2 separate regions of the Oryctolagus cuniculus genome follow, and region 1 is linked to region 2. The links are chromatin contacts, called in public Hi-C maps. All regions are on one chromosome and are shown on one strand. Each heading gives the region's core, a stretch centred on a gene start, on an enhancer-like site or on the middle of the called end of the contact. The rest is flanking DNA. Distances are from core to core; before and after follow the strand shown.

Region 1 (3,811 bases), core at 617-3,116, 160 kb before region 2:
TTCTATACTTAGATGGTCTTAGGTTCTTCTTGGATGATATGTAAAAGAAATCACATATTAAAATAAAAAGACAACGTGACCCTGGCAAAAGACATTGTTTTGAAGCTCAATAGCATTAGAAGTGGCTTGGGGGAGAGGAAGTCAAATTGCTTTCCCCAAAGTGAGGCACAGCTTGTTGGTTATTCAGGAAGAAAGTTCAGCCCAGGCAATCCCTTAATCCCTTCTTTTCTGCTCTAAGCCCCGCTACGCTAAAATGCTGAAAAGCTAGAGCCATCATAAAGATTGAATTTCTGTTCTCAGCTCTAACATATGCTTCTACAACTCAGTTTTAGGTGATTAACGGACATAGAAGTTCAAGATTATGAAGGAGGCCTTCAAGGTCAAGCAAGTATAAAGCCTTTAGGAAAACATGAAGTTGAGCAATTTGTCACGGGCAAATCCTTTCTGTTTTCTGGAGCACTTGCTCTCCCTTCCTCTGCTTTTCGTTCCCAGCAGGTACCCACTGTCTACATGGTTTTCTTCTTCCGCCATTAAGACTCGCCCTAGGAAGGATTCCAATAGGCGGCTCTGAGGCATACAGTGCTGCTAATAAGGCATCTTCCACCTGGTCAGCGCTCCAGGGCTCACAGAGGATGCTCGAGGTGCCGCCTAATCTGATCTTCATGACAGCCTGGCACATGAAGATCAATCATTATAAGCCTTTTCTTCTTTTGGGAACAAATGAAAGAAATCCAACTTTTCAGGTTCCTAATGCCAACCTGGATTCTGTCAAGCTATGACATGCTCTGAGGGGGTTTAAACCTCACAACAGTAGTACATCTCCCATGGGAGGCAGTCCTAACTGTGGAATTCCAGGCTGCTGGGGCTTCATTTGGATAACAGAGGGCTTAGCAGGAGCTACTGGAATCTCACTGCTGGTTGCTTGTTTTGCCTAAACAAAAGGCAGGGTTAGAGGTGTACATGATGACAGTTTGAGGGGGGCTTTAATACACCGGTGAATCTCCTTTGATGCTCACCGATATCTTACACATTAACCACACTTGTTAGCTCCATTTTACAAGTGACAAAGGAGGAAATAGCTCAGGGAACTGACCTAAGGCCTCCTGACAGCAAGGAGTTCATCAGCTGCTCATTCATCACCTTGGCATAAACACTCAGACCTAACCGAGACTACTTATTTTCTGGACAGGGGATTTGGTTTTAGCAAAATAAAATAAAGTGCCCAGTTAAAAGCATTGTGTCACACACATTTTCAGCAGCAGGAAACCTTAGAGACATCAACAAAAGAGAGTAGAGGGAGAGCCAGGACACAGCAGGCTGCGGTCCATCCTTGCCCAGAGTGTGAATGACACCTGCTGATGTGACTGCCGGGCAGAGGGGCCGGGAGGGATGGACTCACGTGGGGGATGAGGCGGCAGGAGCGGATCGAGTCGCTGAGGCCCATCCACTGCTGGTAGTCGGGGTACTCGCCCCGGCGCAGGAAGTACTGGCAGCCCGAGTAGTTGGGCTGCTCATAGAGCATCCAGCAGCCGCTGTCCACGCGCACCGAGTTGCAGCGGCTGAAGTAGGGCTGCAGGTTGGAGTGGTCGCTGCTGCACTCATAGTAGCGGCCCTGGAAGCCCCGGTCCTCGTAGAAGATGATCTGCAAGGCAAGGCGAGGCGACGGCTCAAGGGCCTGCGCAGACCCCCGGCCCCCTTGTGCCCGGTCCCCTCCCGGGGCCCTGGGCGCCCGGCGGGCTCACCTTCCCCATGGCTGGTTGACCCGGAGGATGCGAGTTCAGTGTGTGGGGCCGGCAGCGCGGCGGGTCTATATAGCAGGAGCGCTGCTGCGTTGGCAGGAACAACACAAAAGGCGCCCGCGGGAGCCTCTCTCTTTCCCTCTCGTTTTCTATATAATGACCGCGGGAGTGCGGATTTATTGTATGTTTTCTCTTAGACTCTCCAGAGCTTTCGAACTGATGACCTGGATAAACCTGTCACCTGATGCCTCTCGGGCCTTTCAATGAAGCCAATTGGGAAACTGGAACTGAGTGAAGAAGCTGAACGAGTTAATCATTGTCATGCAATGTTTAACTTACCTTTTAAATTTCAAAATGGTCTCTTTTCAGGCAGTAATGGAAAGTCAAGACCAAGTCTGAAGTCACAGTGGCTGGCATTTAGATTAGATATTGATGCAAAAAAGTGAACACAGGCGTGATCTTGGCTTCTCCATAGGGTGCTCAAAGGACAGTGGGATTTTCCTTTGCCTGGGAAGACCGCTCTGTGGTCCTGGCTGTCGGTGAAGATGGCGGATATGAGATAACTAACACTCCTCAGGATGGAAGAATGATGGGGAAGCCCTGCTCAGGCACCTGCTCTCAGCTCTGCTTCCTGGAGCCTGGGTAGACCAGGGACATCTGTCCCCACATGGCAGGCAATGAAACCCTCAATTCTGGGACTCCTGGGGTGACCCCTGGTAGTTATTACTGGTAATTTTCTGTTCAGTGGTTTTGCTAAGGTTAAGCTTAGGTGAGCTTCGCCTCTGACAAATGCAAAATGATTCATGGATCTAAGACTTTTAAACCCCACATTCTTGCAAGGACCATGCGTTTTGCTCCTTTGGGCTCCACCTTGGCTACTCTCTGGTTGATGTTCTGATTCTGGGGTTTAGAGTCTTCCTTTCCTCACATCGCCCAGTAGCTCTTGGTGATCCAGTCTCTCCTGAGCAGAGTTTGTCAACCTCAGCACAATTTTGACATTTTGGGCCCCAAACTTCTCTGATTCAGGGAGGGAGTTGTCCCCTGCATGATAGGATGTCTATCAGATACATGCAAGTGGCACCACTCTGCCATGTGACACCCAAAATGTCTCCAGACGTTGTCAGGTGTCCCCTGGGAAGCAAATTCTCCCTCTCTCTTGTCCTTGGGAATCATTGCTTTAGAAGAAGCTAATCCTCCTCTTATGTACCTTATCTCCTTCCTGAGTTTGGGTTCTTGCTACCTAAACCAACACTAAAAAATAGTTTTCCTTGAATGAATGTCATATGATCCATAAAAGTATAATAAGCACAGTCCATCTCTGTCTTTTAAAAACTACAAATTTTGTGGGAAATATGGAAATGATAAATTGGTAGAAAAGAGAAAGAATTTTAAACTGCAGTCCTATATAAAAACAAGAACTGTTGATGGTATTTTAAAATTCTTAATTTTCACCCTTTGATCTAATCCTTCCATCTCTATGAATTTGGCCAAGGAAATTCCTTAACAGTGCATACAAAAATTATGCACAGTGGCTTTTTGTCTGAACACTGTTTATGATATAGAAAATTAGATGCAAATGAAATGTCCAAAATAGGGCATTAATTAAATAAAGTATGGAATACCTGATTGGAGAGATGTTATGCAGCCATTAAAAGTCCTATTCTCATATAACTTATTTAAGGGTATGGAAAATGCTCACTATGCATTAAATTAACAAGACAGCAAGTATAATGTACCCTGAAAACTACAAAATGCTGCTGAAAGGAATTGAAGAAGATATAAATAAATGGAGACATATTTTGTGCCAATGGATTTGAAAATTTACTTCATTTTTTAAAAGTTTTTTTATTTATTTGCTCAAAAGACAGAGTTACAAAGAGGCAGAGGTAGAGGCAGAGAGAGAGAGAGAGAGAGAGAGAGAGAGGTCTTCCATCTGCTGGTTCACTCCCCAGATGGCCACAAGGGCCGGAGCTGCACCGATCTGAAACCAGGAGCCAGGAGCTTTTTCTGGGTCTCCCACACAGGTGCAGGGGCCCGAGCACTTGGGCCATCTTCTACTGCTTTCCCAGGCC
Region 2 (3,782 bases), core at 742-3,241:
CTGCCTGGCCCAGCCCTGGTTGTTGCAACCATTTGGGGAGTGAACCTGCAATGGAAGTTCTCTTTTTTCCTCTCTTTCTTGCAGTCTGTCATTCAAATAAATATTTAAAAAACAAAGAGCAGGAAAATTTATTTTTACTATGATACAACTAATACATATTATAAGTATAGTCTTTAACATAAGAATCATAAATAGGTGTTAGAATGAAAGTTTCTTAGAAGATATTTCACAAAGAATCTTTCTACAGATAAAATTAATTTAGAATTAAATTTGGAGTCTAGCATGAGGTGAGACCCTTAGCTTTTTTTTTTTTTTTTTTTTTTTTTTGTAAAGAGGGTAGCCAGTTTTTCATCTCCTTTAGTTTTCTGTAGAAACTAAGCTGTAGGCTAACAGAGTGGATGGTTTCTTAAGGACATGAACCATGTCATGCTCACAATTTTATCCCTAACATCATACCCACCTAAGGCATACTTTGCTGGTCAAATTAGTGACTCAATAACTGTTTGTTGAATATGTGTTTCCTTTTACCATATTGAGTTCTCTATACACTGGAGTCTTCTCAGCGGAGTATTCTATTCTGTTCACATGATCGCTGGGTCTATTTTATACTTTATGGTAGGTTTATGAAATGTTAACATCTGGTGGGCTATTTATAAGAGCTGCTGCTTTTTCTTTTCCTTCTCCCTCTCCTTCTCCTTTGAAAACAGAGGCTTGAACATGGGCATGGAGTGTGGAGGAGTGTCACTGGAAAAGCAGAGGTTGAAGCTATAGTGCAAGCTACCAGGCAGGTGGGAGGAGGACTGGGGGTCAGGAGGATTGAACCAGGGAAGAAGCAGCCCCTTTCTGCAAGAGATGAGGAAGGGAGGCCAGCCAGGGCAGAGGTAGATGCAGGTGAACATTGTGTGTGTGGTTGGGTCGTATGAGGTCACCCAAACAACCAAGGCTTCCTCACTTGGGTAGGAGATGAGACTCCGCTGAGAACCATAGTCAGGGTAATGGGGGTGGAGGGTGTTGGAACAGCAATAATAAGGAATGGGTGAGAAAGCTGACTGCAGACTCCTACAGTGCTTGCTCCACTGCCCACTTGGAGGTGGTGCCCTGGATTTGTACCACTATCAACAGGCTGGCTTTGGTGGTGCTGGCAGCTGAAAAGAGAAAACTCAAGGAAAACTGTGTAGGGCTTTGCTTACACTACTGATGAAGAGGATCTGCAGAACTGAACTGAAATAGCACCTCCTTCTAGATTTCTCTGCTTTGCACCCTCTCCTGCCAAGCCCCACGGTTGCTGTCAGCAGGTTGTGGCACGTTTTGTGCAGTTAAGTGAGCAGCGCTGTTAGGAAGACAAAAACGACAGATCCTGCTGGCTAGGCTGAGCAAGACGGGGCTTGGTAACCCTGTCTGCTTTACTATTTACATAGCAAAACCTGAAAAGGACGATGAATTATGGCGCTCATATCACTTACTCTGGGTCAGGCACTGTGCTCATTTCTTTACATGCACTGTTCCACTTCATCTAGAAATGGGTACTATTGCTAACCCCACTTTACACACCACACGTCAGAGGCCTAAAGAAACTAGCGGTTTGTTTGGGGCCATATGGCTAGGTTTTGGCGCAATCAAGCAAGTCGGCTAACAGCCCTCGCTCCGGACCACGCAAGTCAATGTCAGTCCACACGAACAAGGAGCGCAGTAACAATTGAGTGCCCACAGTATCAAACAATACGGTAACCGCGGTCCAGCCAGCACCCATCCGGTGCCCAAGGCCCCAGACGCCCATCCGCTGACCCCGCACGCGTGATGCTCACGCGCACTATCGTCCTGATTTTTTTTTTCCCTCCGGGAAGGCTGAGGCGGCCCGGAGCTCCACCAAGCGGGCAAGGACGACTCTATCTGGGCTCGACTCCTTCGGCCTGAGCATCTGATCCGAACGTTGTGCAGGCGGGGAGGAGAGGGCGGAGCCGGCTCCCGGGGAAAGATTGCGGATTGGAGGGGAGGAGGGTCGGAGGGCGGAACCTTGGGGGGAAGCGAGACACCGCAGCAACCCTGTAAGCAGCTTCGCTTCCTGCCGCAACCGCCGGCGGCCGGAGTAACCCAGCCGTGCGCTGTGGGGCGGGCTTCCTGCACCTGAGCCCGGTGAAGCGGTGGCTGGGGTGGAGGGAGGCCGGCGGGTCCGGGGCGGGAAGCGCAGGTAATGGAGGGGGCCCTGGATTACGACAGGCTAGGGCCGATAGTGGGATAAAGGCCGGTTTGGGGTTCTTTGGGGCCAGAGCAGGCGGGGGGTAAAGCTGAAGCGAAGGCGAGAGCTGGCGCTCCACAACCTGGCGCTGGAGGCCGGGTGGCGACCGAGGCTGGACTCGGAAGGGCCGAGAACCCGTTTCTAGAACTAGCTGGTTCTCCTGACTGGCTGTCCCTTGTCTAGGGAGTGGGCAAGGGAGCGGGCGGGGCTCTCGTGAGGAGATTCCCTCGGAAACATGTAAAGTTCCCTTGCTTCTCCGTTGTCCCTCCTGCCTGAACTTACTTGGGAGCTGGATCGTCCAATTCCTCTTCTCTCTGGGCGGATTGACTCTGGTGTGTGTCAGTGGAGAAGAAAGTTCGTGACCAACCCTGGGGTTTCAAATATGCATCTGTTTCCTTAAAAGCCTGTCTCTGGCACTTCAGGCGATTCCGTTTCACTTTGTATTTCGGTCTCTTTTGAGGAAGAGCCTCGTTTTCCCAGTTAGTGTTGTGCCTTTACCTCGGATGTTCCCGAGAGAACTGTAGTGGGTGCTTTTGGGAATTTGGGGTCTTCTGTCCAGTCGAGAGGTTGTCATTAAGAAATAGGAGAGATGCTAGCATTCCGTGAAGAGAAATTATTCCTGGGTAGCTGATACGCGTCTGTGCTGAATTAGCAAGTGTTGATTGAGTGCATTCCATGCTGTAAAATTAGTTCGATTTTTGAGCGGAGAGATAGCTGCATGGTGTATCGCACTGTCTCGGTTCTGATTACTTAATGGAATCTCATTTTCTGGCACTCGGAGGCTCCCACTGTAGGTGTTCTAACAAAAAATAAATCTTAGTTTCTTTCCCTGGAGTTGATGACAAAGATTGCACAGGGTAAGTGTCCTCTGAGAAGTAGGACTAATTTCCTGTGTCTTCCCCTTTTCTTTCTGGGAAAGAATATATGGATCTCGTGCTTTTACTTCAGTGTTTCTTTTGGCGCATTGGTCAAAATGGAACAAATATATCTTTGTCGATGGTAACTGACATTTCTGGTGTTCAGCCATCCTGCATTATACCTAGAAAAGACTGAATGATGCTTGGATTTACCATTTAAAATTTTGATATTGGCTGACAGGTTGGCTTTTTTTTTTTTTTTTTTTTTTTTTTACCTTTTTATACCAGATTAGCCTTCTGTGTGGCTTTATCAGCAAGGTGGTGTGTTGTAGGTCTGTGTATATTGGTAGCCTTGAAATGAAGAGAGGTGAAGTATGGGTGATATGTCCGAGGTCTTTGGAAAAGTGAGTTATTACTTCTAATATCCCGTGAGTCAGGAAAGAATCCTAGGTTAGGTTAGGTTAGGTTAGGTTTATACCAAACAGCCAAAGAACAAGGAGTTGGAAGATAGTTTTTCCAGGACTCTGGTGATAATTATTAAGATTAACTCTTCTATGTGATTGTATTTCTATTTCAGAGATTACACTTAGAGATTATTTGCTTGGTGATTTTTATCTTTGTATATTCAAAGCCAGGTAAAAGTTTTGTGTATAGCTGTCCTTTAGAAGTAATTCTAAGGCTCTAGGCAG

The links. Hi-C and Micro-C count contacts between places; a contact is called where the count stands out from the background.
Region 1: a Hi-C map of an unstated tissue shows a contact between it and region 2, with 3 times the contacts expected there. The contact joins the promoter of LOC100353921 here to the promoter of PIKFYVE in region 2. A contact is called at or near these places in 3 of 6 Hi-C or Micro-C datasets (ear pinna, skin fibroblasts and an unstated tissue).

Annotation. Positions count from the first base shown.
Region 1 is chr3:31,678,407-31,682,217 of mOryCun1.1, reverse strand. It overlaps LOC100353921 (gamma-crystallin F), which reads right to left and starts at 1,866. Exons shown (of 3, transcript XM_002712609.5): 1 at 1,743-1,866; 2 at 1,400-1,642. The coding sequence starts at 1,751.
Region 2 is chr3:31,519,488-31,523,269 of mOryCun1.1, reverse strand. It overlaps PIKFYVE (phosphoinositide kinase, FYVE-type zinc finger containing), which reads left to right and starts at 1,991. Exons shown (of 42, transcript XM_070070286.1): 1 at 1,991-2,045.